Regions from separate parts of the Pan troglodytes genome. Here region 1 is linked to region 2. Evidence: chromatin contacts called from public HiChIP or PLAC-seq data. All regions are on one chromosome and are shown on one strand. Each heading gives the region's core, a stretch centred on a gene start, on an enhancer-like site or on the middle of the called end of the contact. The rest is flanking DNA. Distances are from core to core; before and after follow the strand shown.

Region 1 (4,348 bases), core at 720-3,219, 140 kb before region 2:
CATATGTTCCCTTCTTCATATCCTCACTCAGGCAGGATAAAGGTGGGACAGGCCAGACTACATAGAAGGCAGTGATTGAATATGACACCTGACCCATGAAGCGGCAGGGAGGCCTCAAGCACAAAAGCCATAAGCCTGATGGAACACTGCAGCCAGCTTGAGTCTGGGCTCAGCTGCACTCTTGGGAAGCCAAGGAAGCAGTGACAATTGGACAAAACATCCCGACTTAAACCCTGTGTCAAAACAAGGATCTTCTGCACCTGGGCATTGTGTTGATAATTTTCCTATGGAGCTCTTAATTGAAGCCAAATTTGGCTTTGCCCTGGTGGTACTGGGGCCAGCTCCTTTTAGTTCTTCTGTCTTTCCTCTTAAAACCAACCACCACTCCTAACATAGCACCATCCACCCCCACCACTTCTTTAATCTGCTCCACTTAATAAGTTAATTCAGGTGGCTAAGAGTGGGAATAGGGCCTTTGACCTCCCTTCACTATATTGAATATTATATTTTATGTAAAATAATCTTCTTAACACTAGTAAATCTGGGTCAGCAGCATCTATTCCTCCTAACAAAGGGACTAACAGAGGTGCCCTTCATTTGTCCTGCGTTACACAAGTGAGTCCCCCACCACCCTGGCCAGAGGACAAAGTTGAGACAGCACCGCCTGCACCGTGCAGTGTGGCTCAGCCGCCTTCATGTCCTCACCAGTGCTCCAGGGCCCTGGCCCTGGCACCTTCTTTGTATTGGCTGCCCCAGTCTCGCGGCATGGACACACCCTCAGATGTCAACAGTGCCCTGCGTACCTGAGAAGGTGTGGCACCAGGACCTTGCATCTATCTGAGGCTCCCCTGCCCTAGGGACCCTATGGGGTACCCTTCTCCCCAGCAGCTCAAGCTGGCTCTGCCCAGCCGTGGTCCCTGGGGCCTCCCTGATGAGGCCGCCATCTTGGCGAGGAGCAAGCGGGGAAGTCCCCATGGGCCGGGATCACCACGCACGCTGCGCCTCGAGTCAGGGGGGCGGGGGCGAGGCGCGGCGCGGATGAAAGGGCCCTGGGGCCTTCCAAATAGGAGGGAACAGTGCCCTGGATTCCGGCGGGGGTATGGACCTTAGGAACGGGAAAGGATGGAAGAATGGGCAGAAGCACCAGTAACCGTGCCCAACGCCATCTCCACGGGGCGTGCCTCCATTCCGCTCCCCGTCAGCCCTACCCACTCAGCCCTGCCGCCTTCCTTCTGCCAGCTGGCTGACCCCACTCCCAAGGGAAGAGCGGCCTATCGCTCCCAGCTCCTTGCCCCGAACCACCCAGTGTACGCGAACCTCGCGGGCCGGCGTGGCCTTAGCCGGGCAGGGGGCGGGGCGAGCGGCGGTGACGCGGCCGTTGCCATGGGAACTCGCCGCCCGCTCGCTCTCTGGAGCTGGAGCCGGAGCTGCCGCCAGGCGCCCGCCTCAGGCTCTCTCTGCCAGCCGTGCGGCCAGGCCCGCGGGGTGGTCGGGGGGAGCCGGGCAGCAGAGAACTAGGGAGCGGGTACGGCCTCCTAACCGAGACCGGTAAGCCGAAGCCCTTGAGCCACTCGCTGCCGCTGCCGCCGCCGCCGCCGCGACCGCGAGGGACAAGGACAAGCGCCGAGCAGCGCCTGCCCAACCCCCGGAACGCGCACCCGCCCCAACGCCCAGACACGGACCGTGCGGGCCGCCCCCGCCCCAGCGCCGCCCCACTTCAGCCCGGCCCGCGCCCTGGACGCCTCCGCACCTCTGGCCGGCTCCGGCTCAGTCCCGGTAGCTCTTCTCCGCCCCCGCCGCAGCCTCCGCCGCAGCCGCAGCCTCCGCCACAGCCGCCGCCTCCACCCCCGGCCCCACTCCGCCCGCGACCCCTGCCGGGGCCCCGACCCCGGCCCTATCCCCGGCCCCGCCCGCGGCCCCACCAACCTCCGTTCCGGCCCCGTACCCGGAGGCCCAGCCGTGGGCACGATGCTGCCCAGCTCCATCCAGATTTCGGGGGAGCCGCTGTCCGGCGCCGAGGTGCGGGACATCTGCCGCGGCCTTCGCGACAACGCCGTGCGCCTGCTCTCACTGCGCGGCTGCCGCCTCTGCGACCGCGACTTTGGCCGCATCTGCCGGGCCCTGGCCGGGGCCACGTCCCTGGCGCAGCTCAACCTTAACCTGGGCGTCGTGTCCAGCCCCAGCCGCATCAAGCAGCTGGCTGAGGCTCTGCGGACCAACCGCTCCATCCAGTCCCTCTTGTGAGTGCGCCCCCTCGCAAGGGGGTCCCGGGCACTGCACCCTTCCATACACCCCTGGCACCTCCTGTTCCTCCACACTCCTTCCAGTACCATACTACCTTCACATGCCTTATGCACATACACAGTGCCTCGGCCCATGCCTTCACAGCACCCTCCAAGCACATGCTTGGACTTTGCACGCGCGACCCTACCCGTGTTGGGATACCCACCACTTCCTGACATGAGGTGGGGGCCGTACCTCCCCACCTAATCATCTGCATTTACTTCACTGGGGCAGCTCCTCGGTTCCCAAGGGGGAATATCCCCGTGGGGACGAGAGCCCTGCCCACTGCAGAGTTCCGGTCCACCACCCACCCACCCCTTCTCTGCCCCTCCCTGTGCAATGTCCTGGATCCCTGCCCCAGAAAACAAACCGAATTCTCCCTCTATCTGTATTCCCTGAGAATCTAGAACTTTCCTTCTCCTTTTCCAGGCCCCTCAAGTGCTGTGACTGAGTGCCCTCCCCATACCTAGGGCTGACAGAAGTGAAAGTGTCCCTTTCCCATGTAGATAGGGCCGAGGACTGCAGTAACCCTGCTCTCTCACTCTCCTCCAGCCTGCATGGGAGCCCCCTGACAGATGCGGGGCTGGCCTTGCTGAACCCAGCCCTGGCCCTCCACCCTGCCCTCGTGGCTCTGGACCTGGGGGACTGCATGCTGGGTGATGAAGCCATCAACCTCATCTGTGGCCTCCTGCCCCCAGATGGGGCCAAATCTGGTGAGCAGGACCCTGTTGAGGGCTTGGGCTAGTGTGGCAGTGATGAAAATCGAAATGCAGAGGGAAGGGGGTGTGGCCCCAGAGCTCTGATGATGTGGGTGAGAACATCTTTCTACTCCTCTCAGGAAGGGGCAGGACGGGGGGCAGCATGGAGACTCAGGAATCCAGGCTGGGGCAGGCAGAGGAAGCATGGGCCTCCTTAATGGCTCTTGACCTCTATGGTGGGGGTAAGGTGGTGCCCAGCCACTAGGGACACCCCAGAGACTCAGGGATGGTGGGGAAGGGCTGGAGGAGGGCTTAACCCTCCCTATTCTGGTTTCTTGCTATGATGCTGCCCAGGCTTGAAGGAGCTAACGCTGAGTGCCAACCCTGGCATCACCCCTAAGGGCTGGAGCCGCCTCGCCATTGCCGTGGCCCACAGCTCCCAGGTCCGCGTCCTCAATCTGGATTACAACCCCCTGGGTGAGGCTCAAGAATACCCCCTTGGGCTGTCACTGCTTCATGCCCTATCCAAGAGCCTGGGACCAACAGTTGACATGGTAACCCGTACACTGGGAGAGGGAAGAGAAAGGCGAGCCCCCAGGGGTCAAGGAGATAGCTTTGTGGAGGACCAGGTGACCAATAAATAGATCAAAGCATCAGTCACCACCCGTGGGCCTAACTTGCTTCGTGCCTTCACTCACCAATCACAATGATCCCTTCCTGACCACCACCAATTGTCCATGTTTCCTTGGCCAGGGATTAGTATCTAAAGTTGTTAAGGCAATGGGGAAGCTATCTGTAAGGATTAGCAGGCATGTGTATGAATGTGTGCACGTGTGTTGTCTCCCCAGGTGACCATGTGGCAGGAATGCTGGCTGTAGCTGTGGCCTCTAGTCGTACCCTAGAGGTGCTAGACTTGGAGGGCACAGGGCTCACCAACCAGTCAGCTCAGGTGGGAAGTCGTCATGTTTGGGCACGGCCAGGGGATGGGGTGGAGGTTAGCTTATGTGTCTGATGACATACCTAAGGCGTGGCAGGTTGGGGTCTGAGGACCTGCCTTAACTGTGTTCATCCTTTTCCATATTCTTCCCCACTTCAGACCCTGCTGGACATGGTAGAAAATTACCCCACAGCTTTGCGGAGCCTGGTGTTGGCTGAGAACAGCATTAGCCCAGAGCTGCAGCAACAGATCTGTGACCTCCTCTCTGAGGGAGAGGAGGAGGAGGAAGTGGCAGGAGGGGCTGGCGACACCCAGGAATGGGAGAGAGGGCGGGAGCCTGCTGCCCACCAGAGAGGCAGCAGCTCCTGGATGTGCCCCAGCGGTAAGAACCCAGAGGGTTGATCAGAGCCAGGTCTGGAAGAGGCTCGGG
Region 2 (4,727 bases), core at 807-3,306:
GAGGAGCAAACTTTGAGGAGCAAAGGCAGGGATGTGGAGAAACCTACCATACCACTTTTAATATACCAAGCTTCAAGTCTGAAGCAGGTAAAAGCAGGGGTAGGGGAGAACCTTTAGCCTGAATAAAGTTTAAAGCTTTGTTCTGTACTATATATTTTCTACTGCAATATGACTACTCTCATGACTGAAAAATACTTGAAAAGTGAAAGGATCTGCAAGAGATTTCATGCAGGACACAGAACTATGCATAGAGCAAGTGTGAAGGGGAAGCAGAAGAGTTTTCTGATTATACACCGTGTCTCCCCCTGTCTTGAAACACCCCAGCTCCTTTGATAAAAATATTCAGTATTAGAAACGGGTTGAGGAGTAAAAGTTGATACAGAATATAACAAACATGATTTAAAATTTATTGACTCCAAGTATCTATACACACTGATTTACATTTTTTTCACATTTATTAAGTCCCACCAAAAGTATGGGTAACCAAAATCCATATATACTCTAATAAAGACAGGGCATACACCTCTGGCATATTTTTATTTTTTTTTCATTAAAATAAGTTATTGGTTTCTTATTTTATATAAATTATATAAAATGTGAAGCTGGGTAAAAGTAGTCAACTAGTAAAAATTTTATACATTTTTACTGAGTATATGCCATTATAAGAACGTATGGAAATGGATATATATATATATATATATATGGATGTATTTTTTGAGAGAGGGTCTCACTCTGTCACCCAGGCTGGAGTGCAGTGGCATGATCACAGCTCACCGCAGCCTCAACCTCCCGAGTAGCTGGGGTACAGGAACGTGCCACCACACTCAGCAAATTTTTTTTTTTTTTTTTTAGAAATGGAGGTCCTTCTACGTTGCCCAGGCTGGTCTCGAACTCCCAGGCTCAAGCAATCCTCCTGCCCCGGCCTCCCAAAATGGTGGGATTATAGGCGTGACCCTTTGCGCCTGGCCCACTTTTGTATTTAGGATGCAGGGCCCTGAGATTGGCATCTAGGAAAATTCTGGACTTAGGCCAGGGGAGGGGGCATGCCTGGATCTCTTACAAAAACTTGCCACGCCTCCAGTTGGTCATGATGTGGGCCCCTGGTAATGAAGGACCTCCACCATGACCACAAGTACTTTAGTCAGAAAACAGCTCGAAAACGTGTGAAGAGAGTCCACCAAACAGGCTTCGTGTGAGCAACAAGGCTGTTTATCTTACCTGGGTGCAGGCGGGTTGAGTCCGAAAAAGGAGTCAGCAGAGGGTGGTGGAATTATCATTAGTTCTTATAAGTTTGGGATAGGTGTACAAAGTACATTCTTAAGGGCGGGGGAGAATATTACAAAGCACCTACTTAAGGGCGAGGGGGAGAATATATCCTGTCAGTTAGGGTGGGGCAGGAACAAATCACAATGGTGGAATGTCATCAGTTAAGGCTATTTTCACTTCTTTTGTGGCTCTTCAGTTGTCTCAGGCCATCTGGATGTATACGTGCAGGTCATAGGGGATATGATGGCTTAGCTTGGGCTCAGAGGCCTGACAACGTCTATTTTGGGTTTGATTCTGGCCCACGACCTCCACCTCGTACTTTCCTATCCTCAATTTCAACCTCTAGAAATTAGGCAAACTGGAAAGTAAACTGATGCGGGTCGTGTTGCTTCAGCAGGGGACAGGACTTCGGTGGGCGCTCCTGCCGGGGTCCGTAACCTCCCACACAGCTAACGTTTACAGGCCCGTTTATATTATCGCGAATGGTTTTCAACCATTTCGTGTCCATCCCTAAATTAAGAGGCTTGAGGGGCGGCAGGAAAGAGCGAAGACACATCCGCACGGTCTCCAAACCCCTAAGTCCCGAGGCCTGGAGCATCCCCGGAAAACCAGATCCCTCTCCAGAGAAGCCCTCCCTTCCGCCCCGCCCACCCCGCGCGGAGGCCACAGGGGTCACGTGGCCGCCGCGGGAGGGGGAAGTGGGCGGCTCTGCGGCCGCCATCTTGAGGATTCGGAGGCGGGGCGTGCAGAGCTCAGGGCGCGCGCTTCGCTTCCCCTCCCCTCGCCCAGCCTCGCGCCGGCGTCTGTGCTCCTCCCCACTTTTCTTGGTTCCTGCGGCCGCTCCCTGAGTGGAGGAGCGGGGAACCCCGGAGGCGGGGGGGTGTGTCGGACGCGTGCTCGCGCCCTCCAACCGCCAGCCGCGGGGGCGCGCTCGGCCGGGCCCCCGGGGCGACGCGGGGCCGAGGGGAGGGGGCTGCTCCCGCGGCTGAGGCGGCGCGCAGCGGCCGAGGTGGCGGCGGCTGCAGCTGCGGCGGCGCGCTCCGGGCCTGCGTCTAGGGCGCCCCCGGGTCGGAGCTGTCGCCGTGGCCGCCGCTGCAAGAACCATGTACCGCAGCAGCGCTCGCTCCTCCGTCTCTTCCCACCGGCCTAAAGACGACGGCGGGGGCGGCCCGCGCAGCGGCCGCAGCTCTGGCTCCTCCTCAGGCCCGGCTCGCCGCAGCTCACCGCCGCCTCCGCCCTCCGGCTCCTCGTCGCGGACCCCGGCTCGCCGACCCCGCTCGCCCTCAGGGCACCGCGGCCGCCGGGCCTCGCCGTCCCCGCCACGGGGTCGTCGCGTCTCCCCGTCCCCGCCTCGGGCCCGTCGCGGCTCCCCGTCGCCACCGCGGGGCCGACGACTCTTCCCGCCGGGCCCGGCCGGCTTCAGAGGCAGCAGCCGAGGGGAGTCCCGCGCCGACTATGCCCGGGACGGCCGCGGAGACCATCCAGGCGACAGCGGCAGCCGGGTAATCCCACCCCTCGTCCAGGACTCCCTCCATCCCCCAGCCCCCTCCCCCGGAATTCCCGTTTCCAGAAACGCCCGGGGCCTCCAGACCAGGGTCCTAAGCGCGAAGCCTCCGGTCAACTCCCTCGGGGATGCCGAGCCTGGAGGCTTCTGTCAGACCCGGGAGCGTTGACACAATAACGGACTCGGGAGCGCACGGGCGTCTGGTCGGGAGTGCGGGCTCCGTTCCTTAGGAATAGGCTGTTTCTCTCATGCCGGGTGAGGTGTGGAAAGTTTGCCAAGGCGAGGGGCATTTCGTCCAAACCGTGTGGCTTGGTACTTTTTGTAGAGTTGACGTGTCCTCGGGGTTCCGTACTTTTCATCCCCTTACACCTGAGCTGCCTTCCTGGATCTTAGGGAAAAAAGCCGAAATGTCCGTTTTTGTGGCGAGTTAGGGGCGCTTGAACCCTACCAGGCTTTACGTCTAGAGTGTAAACTGTTAGCTTAAATGAATTGGAGCTGCTGCTTCGGAATGAAGTGTGCAGGACCACAGTCATTGCCATAGCCACTACCTCTTATCGAGTTCTATGTCAGGAATTATGCCTAGCCTTTCACTTTGCACATTCTTTTAACCCTCACAACTCTTTGAAGTGAGGCAGTTAATACTATTCCTTGTTGTACAGCCGAGGAACCAACCCAGAGAGGTTCAAGTAACTCGACTGAGGTGACACGGCTAAGTGGTGGAGCTGTGCTTCAACTCAGATCCGCCTGGTTCCCCAAACCCATGATTTGAACCTCTATGTTTCACTGCTAGAGGAACGGAGCATGAGATTAAGTTTAGTTTTAGAAATAATGTTGACCTTTAACCATAACCACCACCCCAAGAGATCCTCTAGGTAGAGTCTGGTTTTTGGGAATTTGTTTTATTTTTAGTTCATCAATCTTTTTATTATTATTATTATTATTATTATTATTATTTGAGAAAGAGTCTCACTCTGTTCTCCAGGCTGGAGTGCAATGGCATGATCTCAGCTCACTGTAACCTCCGCCTCCGGGGTTCAATCAATTCTCCCGCCTCAGCCTCCCAAGTAGCTGGGATTACAGGCGCCTGCCATCATGCCCGGCCTCTTTTTTTAAACTTAGTAACAAAGTTCTGCTTTTTTGAGTGGCTCTCTAACATGTATGTAAGTACTGTGAGTACTTTGGTCATGGGTAAATTGATTTGTCACTATGTTAACATTTTCAGTTGAGCGATGCCAGTGTGGGTGGCAGTCACTACAGAGGAAGCAAGAACAGAATGCTTGTTTACACAACCTCCTTTTCTTCTCCAGTGCACAATGTATTTGCTCCAGTCTTTTCTGTCTGAGTAAATAGCATCATCCATTGCTTACATCAGGAACAGTCATTATCTCCCTTCTTCCCACATCTAATTTGTCAGATTACCTCATCTGTCTAACCCGTTAGCTTTACCTCTAGAATACATCCCCAAAACTGCCATCCTCCTGCCATCACTCTGGTCTAAGCCCTATTACCTCTTGCATGGATTGTTGCAATTGGCTCCTTTACACTCCGCCCTTGCTACCCTCCAGTTTGTTCTGGAGGTTACACAGAAATCAAATTGATTTTTAAGCCCTCATTTTATACATTTGACATGTATTTATTGAACATCTACTTTGCATTAGGCACTGTTCTGGACTACCCTGGGGATACAACAAAGTACAAACCAGAAAAAAACTCCTATCCTTATAGAGTTAATATTCTAGCAGGGAGAGTTGGATAATAAGTTGAAGTTAGAAATGCGATGGTATGTTAAATGTAATTAAGTCCTAAGAAGGACTAAGAAGTACTAAAATAGGGCCGGGCGCGGTGGCTCACGCCTGTAATCCCAGCACTTTGGGAGGCCGAGGCGGGCGGATCACGAGGTCAGGAGATCGAGACCATGTTGGCTAACACGGTGAAACACCGTCTCTACTAAAAATAC

The links. HiChIP or PLAC-seq counts read pairs in DNA pulled down with a chosen protein or histone mark.
Region 1: a contact with region 2 is called in an H3K4me3 HiChIP or PLAC-seq map of stem cell-derived excitatory neurons, with 5 times the contacts expected there. The contact joins the promoter of LRRC73 here to the promoter of ZNF318 in region 2. A contact is called at or near these places in 1 of 7 Hi-C or Micro-C datasets (induced pluripotent stem cells) and 1 of 1 datasets of contacts at active chromatin or transcription factors (stem cell-derived excitatory neurons).

The regions. Positions count from the first base shown.
Region 1 is chr5:49,400,374-49,404,721 of NHGRI_mPanTro3-v2.0_pri, reverse strand. It overlaps LRRC73 (leucine rich repeat containing 73), which reads left to right and starts at 1,969. Exons shown (of 6, transcript XM_001138441.6): 1 at 1,969-2,240; 2 at 2,836-2,996; 3 at 3,336-3,458; 4 at 3,830-3,930; 5 at 4,078-4,300. The coding sequence starts at 1,969. It also overlaps a transcript of POLR1C not described here.
Region 2 is chr5:49,261,276-49,266,002 of NHGRI_mPanTro3-v2.0_pri, reverse strand. ZNF318 (zinc finger protein 318) reads left to right here and starts at 2,056. Exons shown (of 10, transcript XM_016955560.4): 1 at 2,056-2,768. The coding sequence starts at 2,370.